Linked DNA regions of Mus musculus: region 1 is linked to region 2. Evidence: chromatin contacts called from public Hi-C data. All regions are on one chromosome and are shown on one strand. Each heading gives the region's core, a stretch centred on a gene start, on an enhancer-like site or on the middle of the called end of the contact. The rest is flanking DNA. Distances are from core to core; before and after follow the strand shown.

Region 1 (4,879 bases), core at 917-3,416, 490 kb after region 2:
GGGGGCGTGGAGCATGCAGGGAGAGCTGGTTACAACGAAATCCCCAAGAGCAGCAAAGGTAGCTCTAGCAAAGATGCAGAAGAGTCCAAAGGGAACCAATTAACCTTGACTGCAAGCCAAAGATTTCCAGGTAAAGGCAAAAGCCAGGGCCCTGCTCTGCCCTCTCACAGTCTTAGTAATGAGGTTAAAAGTGAAGAAAACCATTATGTGTTCCATGGACAAAATAATCTTACACCGAATAAAGGGATGTCACAGCGGAGAGGCTCCTGGCCTTCGAGAAGACCCAATTCCCACAGGCGCGCTAGCACCCGCCAAAGAGACAGCAGCGAGTCGTCATCCAGTGGGAGTTCTAGTGAGAGTCATGGTGACTAGTCCCTGGGATTGAACCAGTCCCCTGCTCTAGTCCTGGAGGAAGAGAGGGCACAGCAGGAACTGAGCAAGCCAACAGACCTGGTCCCCTCCAGGACATTGTGCTATTTTAATGGTGGTTATAAGAATTTCTACTCAAAGTTCTAATGCTTTTTTCAATAAAAACTTTCATAAGAATTTGTATAATAGGTAATATTTGGACAGGCGACACATTAAAATAGTCTGTGAATGTCACAAGTGCCTTGATACGTCATCATTTGCTCTTCAGACATGAAAATAAATATGCTTGCTCTATGGTGGTGTGTAATTACATGATCTACAGGCAACTGACTGTTGGTGGTATGGGAAGAATTAAGAGATAACAAGGTTAGTCCGCCTACAGCAAAGAGGTAAGGTGTGTGGACCGAATCCCCTGGACAAAGCTTGAAAGCGTCACTCTGATCTGGGATTTCATGGCCTGTCAGTGATCTTTCCTCTGTCTGCATTTACTGTGTCCTATGAGGCAAGTTTAATTACTGAAGCAAATCAAATGTTAATCACATTTTGCTGGTTCTTTCTTCATTTAGAGAGGAGAATAGGATGTAGGAAGTGTTGTGGGGGATGGGGAGACAGTCAAAATCTGGTTCAATATAATATTCACTGAACTCTCCCAAAGTATCCCTGGTTCTATTTCTGTTTAGCATTAATGTTTTCCTCCCAAGATGGTCTGACGATGAGACTGCTGTCTGCTGCTGAGGAAAGCTTTTGTCTCGCGGCAAGAGAAAACTTGTACCTGGCTAGTGCTCCGTTCCTCTTTTCTTGTGCCTTCTCCTTGGCTTAGCATGGGCCTTCTGTCTGGGTGTGCAGTAGCCAACATGTGGCCATGAGGGAGAAACAGAGTGAGTGGGAGCCACTGAGTCAGCTCTGTCACAAGTGCCTTGATACGTTATTTCCTGCTCTGAGCATCTTGTCTGCCAGAAAACCAGCTCTCCCTATGTCAGACATTGATGTAGTATTGTCCCTGATGCCTGCTTTAAAGTCATCACTAATACACTCTTCCATTCTAACATCTCTCCTAAATGAGGAGCATCAAGGGAAGGGATGCCAAGGAGGGATGGAGCCAACATAAAGGAATGTGGGTATTTTTTTTCTCCTGTCCCTTTAGACTCTCAAACAGCAGACACCCTAACCAGCATGTTTGGTGCAGCATCTGCGTTTTGATTCCTCGTACTCTCTCTGTTTTAATAAAAAATTAATTTTGACCACCACCTCCACAAAGCACTCTGAAGGCAATTAAGTAAAGGAATTAAAGCTGAATTTAAATTGTAATTGAATAAGTTGAAAACAGCTCAGCATCTTTTACACAGGAACGGTCTGAGCACATGGAAACTCTTGAGATGGCAAGAGAAAGCTAAGTCGGTGGAGAAAGCAGATGCTGTCTTAGGTCCAGGTCCTGACTTCTCTGTTTTCTAGGGGACAGTTCCCTTGTTAGAGTGTTCCCCCTTCCCCATGTTTGAGCACACATGAACAGCCCTTCAAGGCACCTGCAAGGGTTATATCTGCTGCCTTGTAAGGGAACTGGAACGCCTTCACAATGTGCTGTTCTTAAATACACACGTGTACAGATCCAGTCCTGCAGAAGCCCACAGGACCCTCCCCCATCAGACAGGCTGCTCGTTCTCTCCGCTCTCGTGTTTCAGCAGGACCATCCTCACTGAAAAGTAACCTTGCATGGTCTCCAAAACGGACAGGTTTAGCCTCTCCTAGTTGCCTTTCAAAGGATGAGGAACATAGATACAGCCTGCCACCTTGTGCCCAACAAGAAGAACTGCCCATTCCCGGGAGAATCAGGGGTCTACCGTTTTATTTGCCTGCGGACAGTGCACTTCCTCCAAGCCACGTGCCTGGGTTTCTCCGAAAAATCAGGGAAGACTACCTGATACTGTTTAGCTTAACAAAACCCACAAAATGAGCACAATTTACAAAATTCTGTGAAGATTAAAAGGGAAGAAATACTCATGAGCTACTAAGTGGATAATGTAACTAAAGAGAAAGGTGATCAAGAATAAAGCATCAGACTTGGGGATAGCTTAGTAGATAAAGTGTCTACTGCTCATGCGTGAGGACCTGAGTTACCTTAGCAATGAGTGGGTGGAGTCAAAACAAGTGAATCCGCAGAGCTCATTTATTGATGGGATTTATTGATGAGCTAGATTTATTGATGAGCTCCAAGTTCAGTGGGAGACTTTGTATCAAAAATAGAAGATGGAGAACAACAGTGCAAGATATCTGAAGCTAATCTTTGGCCTACTCACACACACACCGTGTACATGCACACCCTTGCTGATACACACGTACACTCTTAAGTACCTGTACAGACATCACATAGATGTGTGCTTGTGCGCATGCGCATGGGTATACACACACACACACACACACACACACACACACACACACACACAGAGGAGGGGAGAGAGAGGGAGAGGGAGAGGGAGAGGGAGAGGGAGAGGGAGAGGGAGAGGGAGAGGGAGAGGGAGAGGGAGAGGGAGAGGGAGAGGGAGAGGGAGAGGGAGAGGGAGAGGGAGAGGGAGAGGGAGAGGGAGAGGGGTCAGAGGTGCCTAGTTCAATACTAAAAAGCCATAAAGGAGTTCCTTTAAAAACATGTAGACAGACCTCTACTGGTAAATAAGAACTTTGAAGTTGGTGGCTTTAGATTGTAGAGCATGCATTTTAGAGTTTAAGAAAGATCACTTCAGTTAGAGGACGGGGAGGCAGCAGTGATGAGCAGGGCGCTTCAGAGAGCAAGACAGAGGGAGACTCATGCTTATCATAGATACAAGGGCACTGGACAGGAGCGGCCAGGAACTGCAAGTGGGCCCCACCACTCAATAGACAGTGCTTTAAAGCATGAGGTAGTTGATTGTATTTGTCCCATGCTTAGAAATGTGGCTGTTGGCTATATTTGAATTTTCACAGTTTAAGTTGCTAATGGATTAGTAACAAAAGTTAAATTATCTTAATTTAAGCTTATTTGCTTAGGACAATGAGGCAGAGGGAGTCTGGAAGCTGTGGGTGTTGTGTTATATTAAATCAAGCAGTCATTTTGCAGTGTTGCTTCTGATGGGGGTGGTCTGGCACCAGTCTTGGAATAGCATGTATGATATAAGGTCGTGAATAGAGAATCTGCTGTTTTGATTGTAACAAGTTCCTCAAGTGATTATGATTATATTTGAATGAGTATATTCCAAATTTAAAATTACTGCCTTGGGTGTCTTTTCCAGTGACTATGAAATCACTTTTCTGGGTCTCCCATGGCCCACGGACAATCAAGACTTCTTACTAATTTGATTCTGTGGGCATAGTTCCATCTCTGATGAAAATAGCTGATCTTTATAGATATTTCACAGCAAGAAATAATAAAAAAGAATCAAGGCTCTTGGGCAGCAGCCATCGTTGGAAGTGTATGTGTCTCTACCCTAGCTCACAATTCTGTGCACAACGACCTGCTAGCTATCAAGCGTGAGTGTTGCTGGCCTTGTACTGAATGGTCGATTAGACAGGATATCCCAAATTGCTCAACACCATGTGTCTCTGTGAAAGACAGAAGGGAATGTGAGGAGAAGTCAGGAGGGAACTAAGGTGGCGCTCACTCTTGTAAAGGAGCAAGAGTTATGCATGCCGATGACAGTGGCATCTCCTGCTTCACATTGCTCAAAGCTCCGAGTGCTGACAAGAACTACTTACTGTGATAAGAAACTTTAGTCAGTACAATTTTTCATAGTGTTCCTTGAGTGTGTGGGACTCCTCTGTCTTGGTCCTTGGTTAATGTTGAAGCTCGCTAGTCCACAAGAGTCCAGATTATCAAACACTATGAGCCCTTCTCAGGCATGGGTCCCAGTCACAGCCAGACTTCAAAGCAAGCAACAGGTGGAATGAAGATGGAGTGTCCCCGTGTGAATGCTCCCTTGCTCCCCACGACCACAGGCAACCACCGCAAACAAGCCCCTCTCCAACTCTTGGAGGTGGCACAAGGTTTGCTCAGAGCACCCAAGTGAATGAAGTGTCTTCATTATTTCAGCTCACTCTTGCTTGTTAAGCTATGACTTACTAAAAAGCTTAGAAAACAAGCCTTTGGTCTGCTGGTATGGATTTATTTTATGAAATAATATCTCTGACCACAAAAGTAGAATTCTAAAAGTAAATATATAAAAGCAGTAAAGTAAATAAAATAAAAAGTAAATATACATAAATAGTAGAATAAAGTTTAAAAGGTAAATATATAATAAGTAAAATTAGAAAAATTAGAAAAATGCAAAGGAAAAACTGTATTTTACTGTTTTATAGTCCTTTGTCTACAGAATTCTTACATGTCTTGTAAGAAAACAACAGCAAACTTTCTACTCCTCTTGGCATCCTCTAATCTTACTTTATCTCAGAAAATGTTTTATACTAATGGCTTTGTCCAGCAATGGGTTGAGATGTAAGTATCATAAGCCAAGCTATTACTCAGTGATTCACACGCATCCTGATT
Region 2 (5,143 bases), core at 1,373-3,872:
GTGTATCAGTGAGCGAAAGTGAGAAGTCTTCCTAGAGAGGTATTTTTCTGCTACAAGTGTTTTATATTTATAGCAAAACTCAGCTTTCTATCCAGGATATCCTTGGCTATCCAGGGGACATTAGCTCCTGGAGAGGATGTGGAGTTTGGGGGGGGGGGCAGGATTAACTTCAACTTTAAAAAACACCCCACTATCATACACCTTCAGTCCAGACCATCTTCTAAGGTATCGTGACTTGATGAGGTTGAAGAAGATCTGTGACCTTCCCAGGCTACACCCCACCCACAGTAGACCAGGTTCACTTAGATGGGAAGTGAAGAATACACTCAGAATTCACACCTGCCCGTAAACACAGGCCTTTCCTTGAGACTTCAAGGTTACTACTGGAATACTCTCAAGTGTTTTTAAAAAGCCAGTTCTTTTTAATCCCTTCTAGAAAGAAAGTAGAATTTGCACATGTTCACCATGGAGGTGTGTTACGGCTCCCCCTGCCTCTCTTTCCTGCCAGCCATGCTTGTCTGTGTGCATTTGGAGATTAGTGGAGATGGGAGACCCATCTTTCCTTAGTGATGATGTCTGTGGTCCTTGTGGTAACATCAGGACTTTCTTGGTACCTTGGTTAAATCTACACAGGGTCTCTAGGTGAGTGCGATACCAGGTTTTTCAGGGCAAACTGTCTGTGATACTCCTTGGTCTTCTCAGCCTTCTCTCCTGGTTTGAATGAAGCCAGAAAATGGCTACCTTGTACATATCTGAGTATAGACCAAGACGGTGATCCAGCTAAGCCCTTTTCTTTATTGATATTCTGAAGCCAAGCCATGTCTGACTGAGTCGAAGTGTATGGTAGGTGGTCCCTAGCACAGTGGGGCTTGTGGGCTCATCAGGATCTTTTCTCCCACAGCCCTGCATCCCTTGCAGCCTGTTGGTTGTAAAATGGCTATGATCCTTGTGAGAGGTTCTGGCCTACTGAAGTTTTGCCAGAGCATGTGTACATCCTGCCAGCAGATCACTGTGCCCCTTGCCTGGACAGAATCAGCCAGTGTAGGAAGAACAGGCTGCCTCATTCTTTAATGGGTGGGTTTTCTCCTCAGTTTTATTTGTACCTTGAAAACCAATGCAGTTGGACAGGATCCGTTTGTGCCAGTTTGGTCTGTAGCTATTGCACTGCTGGTTTTCCCACAACACTGCACCTAGAGAGCATGAGCCTTGTCTGTCTTCTTCAGGGGAAAACCCCAGGGCTGTTCTGCGCTGCTTATTGTAAAACCCCGAAGACTCAAATTTTATACCATCTGCACAGTTCACTGTGTGCTTAAACTTACCAGAGGCAAATTTTCCCCTGAGGTGATTATTTTGGGAGGACTATAACATTAGCCCCTTTGAATATCTGATGTTCTTAAAACCATGGAAGAGCATCCACCTTATGGGGGGGGGCAGCATTTAATGAATGAATCTTCCATTTGCCACTACAAAGGGTGTGTGTGGCCCATCTGTCTGGGACACAAAGTAGAGGAACACAATAATGTTTTCTCTTTTGGAAAAAATTAAAATTAGATACATGTAAAAAACCCTGTTACTAAAACAGGTTGCCCTTGGTTAAGGTGCCTAGAGGGCAGACCACATGGCAGTAGGGAGGAGCAGGAGGGCCCAGCAAGTGCTTGCTAATGGTCCCTTACAAAGTGACATTTATTTTGTAGAGGTTCTGACAAATGTCTATCCATTCCCTGGACCACCACCACCCAGCCTCATCTGTAGGAAGTTTCAAACGGGCTCTTCCCCATCTTAATTGAAAATGTGCCTTTACTATGTTGATGTTAGGGACAGGACCTTAAGTCCTACGATTCCTGTTTGGTAACTTATAAAAGGACTTGTGCTCTTGAGCTGTGGTCTCTGATGCAGAAGATGAGAGATTCAGCTAGACGTATTTGTGCCTTTGCTGACCAAACATAAATTCTGAAGTTACGCTGTTTGTTTTGCTGTGGCTTTGAGTGGGTTCATGGGTTTTATATGTTTCCTTTCCTGCTTTGTGAAATTCGAGATGAGTTGGGCTTAAAAAATATTATATATATCTAAGATCTTTCCATACCTCTTACAGATTCTTTTTCTTCTTAATGACTTATTTCCCCCAACACTACGAAATGTCTTTGAAAATTTACCACTTCATCTGTTACCTTCTTCATCAATGGTTAGTATTTAAATCGCCTCAGAATGTTTTAGGGGCTCCTGTCTAAAACACAGAAGTGTAGGTTTTTCTCATTGAAGAATGAGCTATGGAGATGCGAGGATCAATTTTGATGCCCCCCTCCCCCTGCCTCTTTCCCCTGGTTTTGGCTCATTTGGAACTACTGGGCAAGAGGACTTTTCCTGTGGAAGGGAAGTGTAAGGACAGACGGGCATGTGTTGGGATTTTGGGATTTCTGCCAGGCGATCCTCCATATGCAGTCCAGTTTCCCACTTACTGAGAGCAGCTGTCTGGTAGCCGTGCCTCTTACTGATGCATTGACAAGCACCGCATCACCACATTTCTTTGAGCGACTGTAAAATTTCCTGGTTCCTTGGGGGTGAATCACACTCTGTTCTGTTCCGCTGTGCGTCAGACATCAGCAGTTACTGTGGTGGGCAGAGAAGTGCCTCTTTCCCTACCTAAGAGGGAGCCAGAGGACAGGAAGGAAGCGTAGAGCTCTCTGCAAGCCTGTATATTGCTATATTTGTCCCCATAGGACACCGGATTGAGGCTGGCGGCAGGCAAGCCGGGCTGCACTGTTGAGCTGGGGCGGGGGGAGGGGGGCAGAGGCTGACCTAAGGAAGATGAACTCACTTTGCTTAGATGTTTTAGCAATGCTCAGTACAGGCAGTATTACGTTTGCCTTTCATTCAGGCCATGACATGTATTGCTAAGAACACTGCACATCTCATGATATCGCGGGTACACTGTTCGTGGTGGGGTGTGTCCATGTGTGTCCCGAATTTTAATTTTTTTCTGAATGTGATCATGCTTTGGATGATACCTGAGCAGGGTTGCCTTTTTTTTTTAATTTATTACCATTATATATTATATTATATATTATATATTTTCTTTCTTAAAATGTTAGAAGTCAAATCTTGGTATTAAAATTGCTTTAAAAAGGAGTATGTTGTCAAGGTGATAATGAGAATCACTGGTCTGCCTTTAATGAGTTTTTCTTTATCATGGAATAATGTGCCAGCTCTGATCAGCACAGTGGTTTTGTGTGCAGGCTGGGGAAGCAGCCAGGCTCCCGGTGAAGATGCGCAGTGCAAATACGGGGAGCACCACAGATGTAAAAATCAGCATCAGCAGTGGAACGGCACCCCTGGGGCTTCTGTGAATGGGGTTCATCTGCCTCATGGGAGACTCTGAAAGGGGGCAGACGTGATCTGTGAGAGTTTTTTTTAAAAGAAACTGCAAAAGATCTTTCCAAAGATGATGTGCCACAGATCTTTTGTTTTTCTCTGTAACAAGGACTAAGTGCTGTCTTAGAAAAGGTAATTGACTTGTTCATCTTCACAATCTTTCCTTTCCACAAGATCAAACTGTAGGGAAAAAAAAGGATATTTAATAAAAATTTAGAGAAATGATTGGAGTTGAGCCTGTGGCTTTTATTTTGTTCAAATGAGAGGATTCTTGTTTGTTGAGCCAGGGTCTTTCTGGAGCTGACCTCACAAGAGTGAAATGTGAACTGCCCTTCAAATATGCACTGGGGCTTTCTGTGAAACTCAGAGTTAAAACACGATTCTTTAGGATTGACTTCAAAACTGATGGGCAGACAGACCATCCATACTCTATGGGAGGAGTTGATGCTTGCCTTAGAAATACCAGGCTTGCTTTAGTAACCGAGCAGGCACTGGGTAAGTGGCATCCGAGGAGTCCGGGAGCTCTAGGCTTGTCCAGGGCGATGCTAGGGCCCCAGGGTCCTTATCAGTATTTATACCTGTATCTGAAGGCACACAGTCCGCACACACATGCACTGATCAGTGACACAGGCGCTTTGCCATGGTGTGTGACACCCTTCAAAGGACAAACTGCTTATTTCCTTCTCTCCTTTCCTGAGGCCACCTGCTCACCTGCACATGTCCTTTCCCCGGGGCCTAGGAGCCTGTGGCAGCTGACACTGGGTCTCCACATTCACACTGTCTAGGTCAACTTTAGGACACTACTACACTGTTGTGAAGAGACCCTGGTGCTCCCTGCACGTCTGCGATTCAGGACACTGGTGCAGATGCCTCTCCTGAAAGGGTGTGGCGGGTCTGAGGCAGCAGGGCAGTCTCCGCCCTTCCCTCTCCACAGGCTTCAGCCACTCCACCTGTGTAAACCCTTACACCACTAAGGCCTTGGGGCGGAAGGTGGATGAAATCAGGAGCAGCCTTTTAGTGTTGACTTTAATGAACCTCCAGAGATTAGAGAGGGCTCAGGGACAGTGAGTGGGATGGCTCAGTAGGTGACGACGGCACTTGCCACTAGGCCTGACAGCCTGAGTTCAGATCTCTGGGTTTCACATGGTGGAGAAAACACATAAGTGGTTCTGTTCCCCGCCCCCACCCCACCCAAATAAACTTTTTAATTAAAGCCACCAGCCTAGTTTCTGAGGTAATAATGTGGTGAAGAGAAAGAATATTTTAAACCTGGGCTCATGTTGTTCTTAGTATGCTAACAGACAGGAAATACAAATTTTAACCAGCCAGTTTTGAAGCTAGGCTTCTCCTTAGGGCTAGGTTTCCCAGATGTAATGTGTACAACTGGACACTAGATGGCAACCGTTTCTTTTGGTATTAACCACAGTGACCCTTCACACCATGTTGAAAGAATTTAACCAAAGGTAATGATGACACCAGAGGTTGAAAGGAATGTGCAGAACTAGAAAACTTTGTGTTTCTGTGGGAATATAATGATGTGGCCTCTTTGCACAACAGTGTAGTAGTGTCCTAAAGTTAAAACCCAGTTCAACCCCAGAAATTCTTAGAAGTGGGGGAGTTGGGGGGAGCATCAACATTCACAGAAAAGCTGGGCCGCTTCCTGGGTCAATGGGAGTGTCCAGCAGACAGGGCAGCCCCTGTCTGTTGCCTTGAGGACAGCGGCCAGTGTCTCACAAGGACTTTGAGAGCAAACTCTGTAGCACCACAGCAAGGA

What was found. A called contact is a pair of places that touch in the nucleus more often than the background predicts.
Region 1: a Hi-C map of cortical neurons shows a contact between it and region 2, with 6 times the contacts expected there. The contact joins two enhancer-like sites. A contact is called at or near these places in 28 of 484 Hi-C or Micro-C datasets (the N1E-115 cell line, cardiomyocytes, cerebellar granule neurons and 13 more) and 1 of 9 other capture datasets (embryonic stem cells).

What each region holds. Positions count from the first base shown.
Region 1 is chr5:104,337,950-104,342,828 of GRCm38.p6, forward strand. Mepe (matrix extracellular phosphoglycoprotein with ASARM motif (bone)) reads left to right here. Exons shown (of 3, transcript NM_053172.2): 3 at 1-662. The coding sequence ends at 372. Among named protein-coding and RNA genes, the nearest start is that of Mepe, 15 kb to the left of the region's middle. Within about 2 kb of position 2,167, at least 18 of the 459 cell types and tissues checked have an H3K27ac peak or open chromatin away from gene starts, as enhancers often do. A contact at or near this core is called in cerebral cortex and cortical neurons, where this site is marked.
Region 2 is chr5:103,851,724-103,856,866 of GRCm38.p6, forward strand. Aff1 (AF4/FMR2 family, member 1) reads left to right here. Exons shown (of 20, transcript NM_133919.4): 20 at 1-3,599. Among named protein-coding and RNA genes, the nearest start is that of Gm42139, 31 kb to the right of the region's middle. Within about 2 kb of position 2,623, at least 92 of the 459 cell types and tissues checked have an H3K27ac peak or open chromatin away from gene starts, as enhancers often do. A contact at or near this core is called in cerebral cortex and cortical neurons, where this site is marked.